Regions from separate parts of the Drosophila melanogaster genome. Here region 1 is linked to region 2. The links are chromatin contacts, called in public HiChIP or PLAC-seq maps. All regions are on one chromosome and are shown on one strand. The core of a region is the stretch at or near the end of the contact, and the rest is flanking DNA. Distances in the headings are between cores, read along the strand shown.

Region 1 (6,066 bases), core at 2,434-4,933, 1.2 Mb after region 2:
CGCAGATGTAGCAGTCCACGTGGAAGTCCTTGTCCATCGAGACGACGCGCACAGTTTCGTCGGTGCCCTCGACGGGTGTGATGCCTGCCGAGAATTGCCGACGATTGCGAGATTAGCATTGACGTATTATTCGGAATGAAGTTGTGAACCCACCTTTGCCGCAGCTAGCGCACTTGGGCGCAAACATTCGATGGTAGTCGTTGACGCAGTAGATCTTGTGGTCCACGTCCACGGTGAAGGGCACCCCGTCTAAGCACTCATTGCACACACAGCACCGGAAGCAGCCCGGATGATACGACTTGCCCATGGCCTGCAAGATCTGCAAGAGGGAAAGAGCGAGAGCGACGTCAATGTGAGTACAAGTTGCCCAATTAGAGTGGGATAGAAACGAATGGGGTGCAGTACGAACCATTTCCATGATCAGATGGCCACAGATGGCGCACTTTTCCGCCGTCTGCTGGAAGCCCGAGTACTGCAAGAGTGAATTCTTATTATTATTAATTAATGGCGTTGAAATCATAACAAAGCAAATGAAAAGGTAATTGCGTCAGTAACCAAAAATAACGATTTATAATCATAAATATAATAAAATTCAAACAACACAATACAGTTGGGAAAGTGTTTTCTCAAAATGAAAAGGAGTTTTTACGGGGAATATCAATATTTTTCAGTCCTGACTAAACTACAACTACAACTATCTTCTCACCATGTAATCCTCCTCGCAATAGACCCGACCATGCACATTGTAGAACGCCTTGCCTCGCAGCGCCCGTCCGCAGGAGCAGCAGATGAAGCAGTTGGTGTGATACAGATTGCCCATCGCCTGGCAAGCCTGCCCGGCACCCTTCACCTTCTCGCCGCATGTGTGACAAATGCCTAGTGATTGTAACCGATATTATTGTGAGTCAGAGATATTATGGTTAAGTGCTAACAATAAATACACACCAAAGTATTCGCCGTGCTCCTCGCTCTGTTCGATCTCCTCCTCCAGCTGGCGTGTGAGCTCTTCGATCTTGCGCTGCGCCTCCGTCGGGCCAGCCGGACGCGGCGGGGTGACGCTATACGGTAGCAGATTCTTGGTGAGACCTGATGGCGGTACAGAGTAGATATTAGGTCATGCTATTGACTTGGCTTGCAAGGCCAAGTGAAGATTAGTCAGCTTAGTTAGGAAAAAACAAAAATAAATATGCGGGCGCATTGTTGGGACAAACGAAAATAATTGAAATAAATAAATCAGGAAAAAAGCTGAAAAATTCGCGGTGTAAGCCAAATTCTTGAATGAAAAATGAAATCAAATTATAATAATATTTTTCTAATTATAATTCCCATCGACAAAACATAAAAAATTTGTTTGTTTAAACGATAAAATCGCAATTTCAATCATGGTGAAATGAAAATGAACGATATTGCATTCGAATCGGTTTCGGTTGTCATTGAATCGGTTCAGGTAAAGGACTTAAAATTAAACCGGTTAGCGGCAACCGTTTGACCAAAGTTTGTCGCCCCGCCAACCGGTTTATGATTGAGCGATGAGTGATGACACGAACGGAACCCAACCCCTTTGGAGAAACCAAGCTCAGCCCGTCATACCTCTCCTGGGTTTCAAGGCAGCATTAACGGCTGCGTGCAAGCATTTTTGATGGGGGAAGCATTTGGATTCATTAGTTTGATTAATACAATCTCGAATTGATGGTTGTTTAGTGATGGAATGTATCCATGTAGGCAAAAGTATGCATACATAGATACTGAAATATTATAATATGTTGCATGCTAGGCGAAATACATGTTTATGTATAATAAAAAGTACGTTGAAGGTGCTTTTTATTATTATTCCATATTTAAATGATAGCTTTAGTTTAGTAAAGTAACCATGCATCTTTAAATGGATCGATAGAATTTTTGTTCACTTTACTATATATAGCATGTACTCCACCTAAGCGATGCAGTATCTATTCCATCACTTAAAGTAATTCGCCATTTTGGGGACAGACGATCGTCAGTCGCTTACCTGTGCTGCCCTGCGAGGGAGTGGGTGATGTGGCCACCGCCAGAGGAGCCGTCATCGCAATGGGCGTCGCCCGCAAGGAAGCGGTGGATGTTGGTGCTGCTGGTGCCGCTGCTGCTGATGTCGGTGCATTGGATGTGGTTGGTGGAGCTGCCGTGGCCATGCCCATGGCCAGTGATGACGTTATTATTGGTGGTTCCTGGACAGTTCGCTGGGCAGGGGCTCCCGTTGCAGCCGCCCTGCCGGTAGCCAATCCTGCTGCCGTATTCCTGTGCAGATTCGCCGTCATGCAAACGTAGTCAGAGCTATTGATGTCCTCTATATAGTTAGGATTAACGGAGACATTAATGGCGCCGCCGGGCGACTTAACGGGCGTGTGCTGCTGCAGTTTGGCCACCGACTGCGCGGTGGGTACGGGACTTAGGTGGCTAGGTAACGATAGATTCCTATATCGTTGCGTTGGCGATCCCAAGGAGCTAGAACTGGCCGTGTTGCTGCTAATGCTTCGCTGGTGCATGGGCGAGGCCAGCAGCGCATTGAGATCCAGACCGGCGGTGGACGAACTGCCTGAGGAGTTGGACGTGGGCTGCATCTCCTGATACATGGTGGCGGTGGCCGGCGAGGCCTGTGGCTGTGCCCGCTGGCCAGAGTGTGGAATGATGTTCTCGTATATGGGCGCAGCATGCTCCTCCAGATCGCCAGTTGGACCCAAAGCAGCAGAACGTCCCGATGGTGGTGGTGGTCCTCCTGCTGCTCTGGTCGTTCCCAACGATGCAGATCCTTGATTCTCTGGCACCGGCGTGTGTGCAAAGCGCCCAGCCCGAATGGGCTGCATCAGCAGATAGCCGTTCAATATGGCGCTCTGCCTGCTCCCGGGACTTTGAGGCTGAGCCCTCTTGTGGTTTGAATCGAATTGACCGTAGAACTCCAAGTTCTCATATACCGGCGAATGCTTCTGCGGTGCAATCCGCTGGCCCAGAATCTGTGCGGTCGGTGCATAGATTTGTGCACTTCCGTTGTGCGTGTGCTGTATCTGCTCCACCGGACGGGGCGTGGCGTATTTGGAGGCGGCAATGATGTTGCCGCGCTCGTACAGCTTATAGTCCTGATTGTGATGGAGTTGCTGCATTTGCTGCATCTGATGTTGCTGCTGTTGCTGCTGACTTTCCTGCAGGTAGTTCTCAATGGCGCCCGGTGAGCGCTGGTAGCTTCGCATGGCCACGCCCCCGTCTCCAGGGCCACCACTGCCGCCCCCTCCTCCAACACCAGCACCACCTCCCCCACCGATGTGAAGACGCTGCATCAGTGTCTCATAGTCGGAATCGGAGTTGCCGGGATTCCTCGCCTGCGTCTGCGTCCGCTGGGTGGTCATTCTGTCTTTTGATATATGTATATTTATCCACCAGATCCTGCTCCTCCTCCTTATCGTCTTCTTCTTCCGTCTCTCCTACTCCCTCGCCACACTTGCTGTCTCGCTCTGCGGGGGGGACGCCGCCCCGAAATCAACGATTGGCTCGCTTTTCCCGGTCGGAAAAGACCTTAGCTAACTGTGCTCGGCTAGTTGGCAATCAGTCAGTCGGCTTTTCCTTTATTCTATCAGCTTTTCTGCATTTTCTTTGTGCGCCTGCATTGGAATATCAAAAAATTCGTACAGTTAAGTGTGACCGCCGCGGGTTACGTTTATAATATACTGTCCGGCAGGCAGGCGAATATACCACAAAATATACTGCAGCTCAAAAGGGCCACTCTAAAATATCAAATACATATTGCATTGCATTACATTGTTTTTTTTTTTTTAATCTAGCAACGTTATTATTTAAAATTGTAAATTTAATTACAATTCCACTTAGTTATTTTTTTAGCTTGCAATAATTTTAATCCATTTAAAGTCGGGATTTTGAAATATTTGAGGTCTAAATTTCAAACATTGAAATTTTAATATTACTCTTCTTGAGTTTTTAACTTATATCCACTATTTTTACTTTTGAACCCAAAAGGTTAGCCAAAACTACAATTTTAGATCCCATAGCTCGAAATATATTATTATTTATATTTATATATTATTTACCTTATGATTATTTTTAAATAAAAGTTGAATGAATGGAAGTTTCGTGTACAAGTTTTGTATATTTAAAGGTTTTGGTCTGCCGCGTTTACATTTTGGTTAGTACAGAAACATTTAAATTATGTATATAACTAGCGTATATATCTGCGTAATTTGCATTAAGTTAGCATAGGAAGCCACAACAACGCGATGGAGCAGATGTACCGCATGGACCAGACTATGTGGCGTTCATGTCTGCAATGGAGCACGTCTGGTTCACCTTGAAGATGTTGGACAGCTCGTCCAGCAGTGTCTCATAGCGATAGGCCACACGGATCTCTGGCACATTGGTGCGCGTGATGTCGTTGCCCATGATACCGTCCTCGTAATAGATGGGTCCCAGCCACTGCTGTTTGATCTGTGGATGAAATCGGAATTGGAATCATTTGTCCGAACATAAAGCAGAAAGCATGCTTGGAACTCACGGCATGTGGGAATCCGCTCATCATCACACTGTTCCTGGCCAGCTCGCACATGTCGCATGAGCTGAGCTTCCACACCTGTGCCGCAATGCTGTACTCCTCCATGAGGGGTTCCTGAAAAGCGGACATGGGTTAATTTAATGCTGAATATTAAAGCATATATTGTCTAGCCCACCTTGGTGAAGTGGAATTGCAAGGGATCATCCGTGGAGAGGGAAATGATGAGGCCACGGGCCAAATACTCTGGCAGCGGATTGCGATGATAGTTGAGGAACAGGGAGTTGTTCGACAGCGGCGACATGGCGATGCCAATCTGGGTCAGATAATACAGATACTGCAGCACGGGCACTTTGCGCAACAGGAGGCCGTGGGAGATGTTCTCGGCCATGAGGAAGCCGCAAACCAGATGCTGCACGGGTCCAGCCTCGCCGCAATGGGGCCGCAGCACAAAGGTGTTCATATTGCGAGATCTGATGTATCAAAGGTAACAGTGGGTTAATCAATGATATATATACATATCAATATACTTCTACGCACTGTCTAAACTTGTTCAGCACCGTCATGTTGGCGTACATATAGTAGATATAGTAGGCATAGGGCGGATTCTCCTCGTAGGTCCACTCCTCCGGACGTGGCACATCGTTGTCGAAGAGCGGATTCTCCGGCTTGGACTCATCGTCCACCGAATCGAATCCGATCACGTACTGCAGAAAGCGATGCAACTCGGGATGCTTACTGGGTCGGGCTGTCGCCTCGAAGAGCGGCAGGAATATGTTGTTCAAGATCTCCTGGAATGACTTCATCATCTTGTTCGACTTGAAGATGTCGAAGAGACGGGGTATCTGGATCAGCCAGCGAATGTTCGAGCTGTACACATCATTGTCGATGGCCCACTTGGCCAGTTTGTACCACTCATCCGGCGACTTGCCATAGATGGAGAGACGCAGCTCGGCGTTCTGGTACTTGGACTCCTCCAGATCGAAGGCCACTTCCTGGCAAGAAAAACGGAAGAATTAGTTTATAATCGTATTCAGTTGTGAATTGATAACCACCTTTATGATCTGTGCAAAGTATTTGCCATTCAGATAGTTGTCCGTCTTCAGGAAGACTTCCCTGAGCCGCGACTCCCCGATGGGATTGTACTTGGAGTTAAACTTGTCGAAGCGATGGAACGTGTTGCGATCGGCATGGACGTCCAACATGTCGACGGTCAGGTCGTAGGTGGTCAGGTTCATCGACTGGAACACCTGGGCCAGTGTCATTTGCTGGCCATTGGTGACGGTGACCACCTCGTTGGCGTTGTTCTTCAGCGTCTTTTTAATGAAGCGCAGCAGATGCTTTTGGTTCATGCACGATGCGGCATGGATGTGGGTGTCCACCTTGCGGGTGTTGTAGAAATCGCGATGCGGCACCGCCTTCTGGGCAGCCAGCTCACGCAGCTCGTTGAGGAGCACGTGCATCTGATACTTGGACGACAGATAACAGAGACGTCGATAGCAGAAGGATTTCCTATTAAAGTCGAGCATTGGACATTA
Region 2 (5,202 bases), core at 1,709-4,208:
GCATTCAGACGAATGGGGGGAGTGCATCAGAGAAGGAGAACGTGGATGCGTGGATGTAAATGACGTTGATGTGGGCGAAAGGCCCGGCAAGGAGCGGAGCAAATATGAAACAGACGCAACCGTAAAATTGAGTAACACCAGCGGTCGTCCGAATGTTTCTTAATATTAATTTAAATTCAATACTAAACAAATAAGGAACCACAAACAAGCAAGCAACGGCATCATCAGCAGGGCATATAAAATGATACCCCAGCAAATGTGATTCACGAGTGAATCACTGCGATCGATAATAACATAAACCGAAATTATTGCAAATCAATACGATTTAAACTAATTTGCAATCCATACACAAATCAACATACTTGCATAACACACCCACACACACACATACATACACACACTCACCCACTCTCATCCACCCACTCAAAAAGCAAACATCATTGCCCAAAAGGGGGAGAAAAAAGAAAAGAAGAGAGAAGAAGAAAAGAAGAGGAAAGAAATCAACAACACTTAGCCTAATAAATTACAAGAAATAATATTGGTAGAGTTGGAGGAACAAAATGAAGTAATGCTGAGGAAACTAAACCTATATATATATGTATATGTATATATGTAAGCGAATAAACACAACACCATATATGTATGCATATACCCATTTGATTCACGTCAAATCGAATCCAATGCTTAATTATGAATCGAGCGAAACAAAACTCAATAACTAATTAAAATGGAATAAATAAGAAACAAAACAGCAACAAGCAAACAACAACACAAAAAAACAACAAACAAATAAGAATAAACAATAAAAAAAAATTAATAAAACACACCGAGAAAAGCAAACAAAAAAAATATAGTGGAGGATGCGGAGGAGAAACAACCAAGCAAAGCCAACTGAGATGGGGGAAAATATAAAATAAAAGCAGCAACAAGAGTAAAACAAGCAAATAATAATTATAATGAAGAAAGAAAAAGAAGAAAACAGACCGCAAAACTGCAAAGTAATTTTGCATAGTACGCCGTAATAATTATAAATATAACTTATATTTAATTTTTTGAATTACATCAATAAATATGTTGAAATTAAATTTCGACTCGGCGCTGTTCACATCTGCATTAGATAGAGATGGGGGCATACGAAAGGGAAAGAAGTGCATTCAAATATATTTATTGTTGTAATATACGTCATTGTTTATTAGCGATTAGCTCTATTGGTTAATAATCTTTTTTAAAATTGTAGCATGTAATTAGTTTTTTTATTATACTATATTAAATTTACATAAAAATTGTATATTCATATATATATATATATGCATACGTTTTATTTGAGCCCCAACATTTAATTTCCCCCATAAGTGCTTTGTATCTAAAGTTGTATTCGTTTCAGCTGAAATTAAAATTTAGTTGAAATTAAAGATGCTTTTATATATTTAAATTAATCACAAAAAAATGCCTGTGTTTTTCAGATCTTGCGTTCAGTCATTAATAATGCATTTTAGTTATGAAAACTTGAACGTGACATAAAAACATTTCATTGTCACATTGGTTTATGGTTTATGGTTTATGGTTTATGGTTTGTTTATTTAAATTTGTACTGCTACTATTGATATCATCTAGTAGATTGCATAGCTGGTAGTTAGCAAAATATTCTGAAGAGATGAGAAAAAAAACGTAGAATCTTTGTAGAGAAAGTTGTCAATATTTTAAATTACGTTTATATTTAATGGAATGGTTATCTGCGATACTGTAATGGATGGTACAGGGGGGCGCAGCGTTAATCATCTTTCTTTAAAGTATTTTCCATAATGCCTCCAAAAATCGATTCGTAATGTTTTTTCACTTTCAGGTGGTCTTTCTTAAGATCCAAAACGAATTTAGCAGCTGACGTCTTTTGCAACCCGACTGTGAAATACATTTATTTATTAGACCCTCTTAATTTCTTTGTTTATTCGTCATTGTTGACCAATGACACGTACGCGGTCCGTCTGTGTGTGAGAATGTGCTTTTTATTATTTATTAACTTTATGGGATGTCCACTGCACTACTGACCCATTCCAATCAGCACCCCGTTTGCAAGCAGAAGGCGCTGATTGGAAAACACCAATTGCAGTGCAATTGCTGATAAGAACATTTAAAGTTCTGATTGAATAGTAAAAGAGCAAAAACGAAGCGCAACATTTATCAATTCGTCTCTTTAGTTTGACAAGAGATCTTAAAACATTTGCTATTTATAATTTTACATTTATAAATAACTTATTGCAGGATAACTCCTGAGAACATTGTCATTATTTTATCATTACATTCCTAAAAAGCTAACATGGGGAAAAATACAAATGAAATTTAAACTATGGCGCTTGTTTTGATACTGCGATTTAGATGGCTGCCACATAGTTTGACTTTGCCACCCGTGGAGCTGAAGTGACTGGAAATATATCTTTAACAACTTAAAGTTGCCTAACTAGTGCAATTATGCGCTTCAATAATGTTTTAAAAATAGTAGAAATTGGGACAGCGCTGCCAATAACTTCGAAAATTTAAAGGCAATCCAGTGGCACCACTGGCAAGCGAGTAGGTACAGGTGGCACCTCTACCAGTCGAGTTTGCACAGGTGGCACCACTAGCAAGCGAGTTGGCTCGATTAATGTTACTTGATTTACTATCGACTATGCTACTTGATTTAAAGGTATTATATGAAAAAACTTTCATTTCAAGTTTGAAGCATTTTTTCTTTTAGCTAGGTAAAAACTAACCGACTACAGAATAACCATTTACATATCTTAGACTCAAACGCTCTGACAAAAGAGCGCCTAACGGGAGGCCAAATGCCGTTCACCAAAAAGCATATATGACGTGGGCATTTTTCGGCTGACTCGCGGCTGGTCACACTGCCGGGCAACCGAATCGAAAAAACGGCGATTCGACATTTTTGTGCGAGTGTAAGGTTCGATTCCGATCTGGCTGGTTGTCTGACGGACGTGCTGCGTCTATTTTGTTGTGTTTTTTTGCGAACGAGCGAAGAGCGACAGGACCTCTGCGCCCGTATTCAAAGTAATAAGCGATTCGATAGCCAAATTAAAATTGTGTGCTTGTTTCTCGTGTATCTTGTGGTGTTTGTGCGATCCAAATCGAGTGGTCAACTTACATTCCCTTTCATCCTTTTCGTGGTTTATTTTTTTTTGCAAGTGCCGGAAAAATTCGAATTGGTTGTTCATCAATATACAACAGTTAACTGTATAGTAAAGTAAGAAATGGTCCACTGTTGTCGTTGTTTTTAAAAGGTGTAAAGTAAGAGTAAATGAATATAAAAGGCGCAACGAGAATTTCTTGAATCATGTTCAAATAAGCATAAGCAAGCATTCGATTAATTTACATGCGCGCATGTGTGCAATCCCAAGGACTTTGGGAACAAGAAGAACCGCGCGCACAAGGAGCATGCGAAGCAACAGGGAAAAATCATAAACGACAGAAATTGCTGCCCTTTTATTTGATTTTTGTGTTATGTTTTTTTTTTTGATGATTTTGAGTTCGCTGTCGCAGCAATAATATAAGAATTACAAACACACAGACGCAAGTGATATACGACCACCACTAGAGATCGCACACACACACGCAACACTTAGGCACACATAGGGAGATAGAGTGAGAGAAGGAGGAAAGGAAGGACGGAAAGGAAGGGACGAAGCGCAAGCTTATCTTTTCGCTTTTCGAGAACGCGAACGAAGACGATAAAAGCAAAGCAAACAACGCACACACGTAAATAAAACAGACATCGGCTGTTTAACAAACACACACATGTGTATATCAAAAAAGGGACAAAGCAAAGCGAAGAATATCAGCCTTTGGTTCTTCTTTCCTTTGCACATGTGCCTGGAAAATATCCTTACGAACACACTCCCATACGCATACGCATACGAACGACAAGCACGTGAAATTTTTGTTCCCTTGCTCTTTGCCCTTCTCTCTTCTGCCCTCGTGCATCGCTCTCTCACTTCCATTATTCGTCGCTAATCAAACGCTCTCTTCACTCTTTTAGCTGATTTTTTTTTATTGTTGCAATGCAATATTCGCGGAACGAATAACAACAACATACATAACTCAATATTCAAGTGCAAAGCAAATACAAATCAAACACAAAAGAAAAAGCAACGAAATAAAGATATATAGAAAAGAAAAACAAAACGAAAAAATTCGCACATTTTTTCTGTCTTGTCCAGTGGAAAATACAACAAATAAACAACAACGGCTAAATCAAGTTAACAATCTGTTCAAAACCAATCAACAAAATGTCTGCTGATATTCTGCAGAAATCAAGAGAGCAGGATGATTCGCACTACTTCGAGCGTGGCGATATATCCAAATACGTAACGGTAAGTTTCCCAAAATTCTCAAAAACTACGTTTTCCTCCGTTTTTAACTGTTCGGTCATTATATTCTTGTTCTTGTGTTTTTTTTTTCTCAAAATTCGGTATTGTTTAAAGTGTTATTTTTCAAGATGTGGTTTTACCCAGAGTTATGAATGAAATTGAATAAATATGCCATGACTAATTTACAAAACTAATTCAATAGGTCTCTTATGTTGTTTTTATATTGCATGCAGATGTGCGCATATGCATTTTTGTCTTGGTATTTGGGCTTCCAAGAAATTTAGTAAAACTCAAATTGCTAATTCACTAAAAAAAAAAGTCAAGCACTTGGTAAGCAAAATTAGAGAAGCTCCATATAGATTGAGTGAAAAGAAAACTTAAAATATTTTCCAGTCAACTTAAAACATGCCTAAACCACATGTTTTTTTTTGGTTTATTCATTTCGGCAGTTGCATTTTGCGCCGCATTTGTGTCGCATTGTTAAAGGCAATATGTGCATCGTTTGCTTAATTTCGATAACTTGTTTTCCATTTTTCACTTCGTTATATTTCCGTTTTGTTACACTTGTATTTGTTGTTTGTTATTCCCCATTATAAAGCTGATTCATAATTATACTTTCGGTTTGTCAACTCACAAAAAACAGCAACAAATAGAGAGTGTGTGTGTGTGATGGTGGTGAAAAATGAAAATAAGCGACAGACTATAAAGTGGACTAAATAATTCTCTGATAAGGATTTGTGATAAGTGTATTGGAGAAGGGGGCGGGGCATCCTTGCATATCACTCTCTCCCACCCGCTCTTTCTCCCTCTCGATCCGCTCCCTTACGCTGTGCACCTTCTC

The links. HiChIP or PLAC-seq counts read pairs in DNA pulled down with a chosen protein or histone mark.
Region 1: an H3K27ac HiChIP or PLAC-seq map of the Kc167 cell line shows a contact between it and region 2, with 2.9 times the contacts expected there. The contact joins the promoter of jub here to the promoter of lncRNA:CR33963 in region 2. A contact is called at or near these places in 1 of 107 Hi-C or Micro-C datasets (eye imaginal disc) and 1 of 6 datasets of contacts at active chromatin or transcription factors (the Kc167 cell line).

The regions. Positions count from the first base shown.
Region 1 is chrX:13,826,634-13,832,699 of dm6, forward strand. jub (Ajuba LIM protein) reads right to left here and starts at 3,684. Exons shown (of 6, transcript NM_001298303.1): 1 at 2,009-3,684; 2 at 946-1,086; 3 at 707-876; 4 at 410-472; 5 at 154-319; 6 at 1-84. The coding sequence starts at 3,377. AMPdeam (AMP deaminase) reads right to left here. Exons shown (of 9, transcript NM_001258730.2): 5 at 5,584-6,040; 6 at 5,069-5,523; 7 at 4,707-5,001; 8 at 4,535-4,645; 9 at 4,108-4,467.
Region 2 is chrX:12,656,504-12,661,705 of dm6, forward strand. lncRNA:CR33963 (long non-coding RNA:CR33963) reads left to right here and starts at 2,959. Exons shown (of 1, transcript NR_002692.1): 1 at 2,959-4,129. It overlaps Tis11 (Tis11 zinc finger protein), which reads left to right and starts at 2,912. Exons shown (of 4, transcript NM_001272561.2): 1 at 2,912-3,045; 2 at 4,031-4,364. The coding sequence starts at 4,281. It overlaps CkIalpha (Casein kinase Ialpha), which reads left to right. Exons shown (of 4, transcript NM_078585.6): 4 at 1-1,331.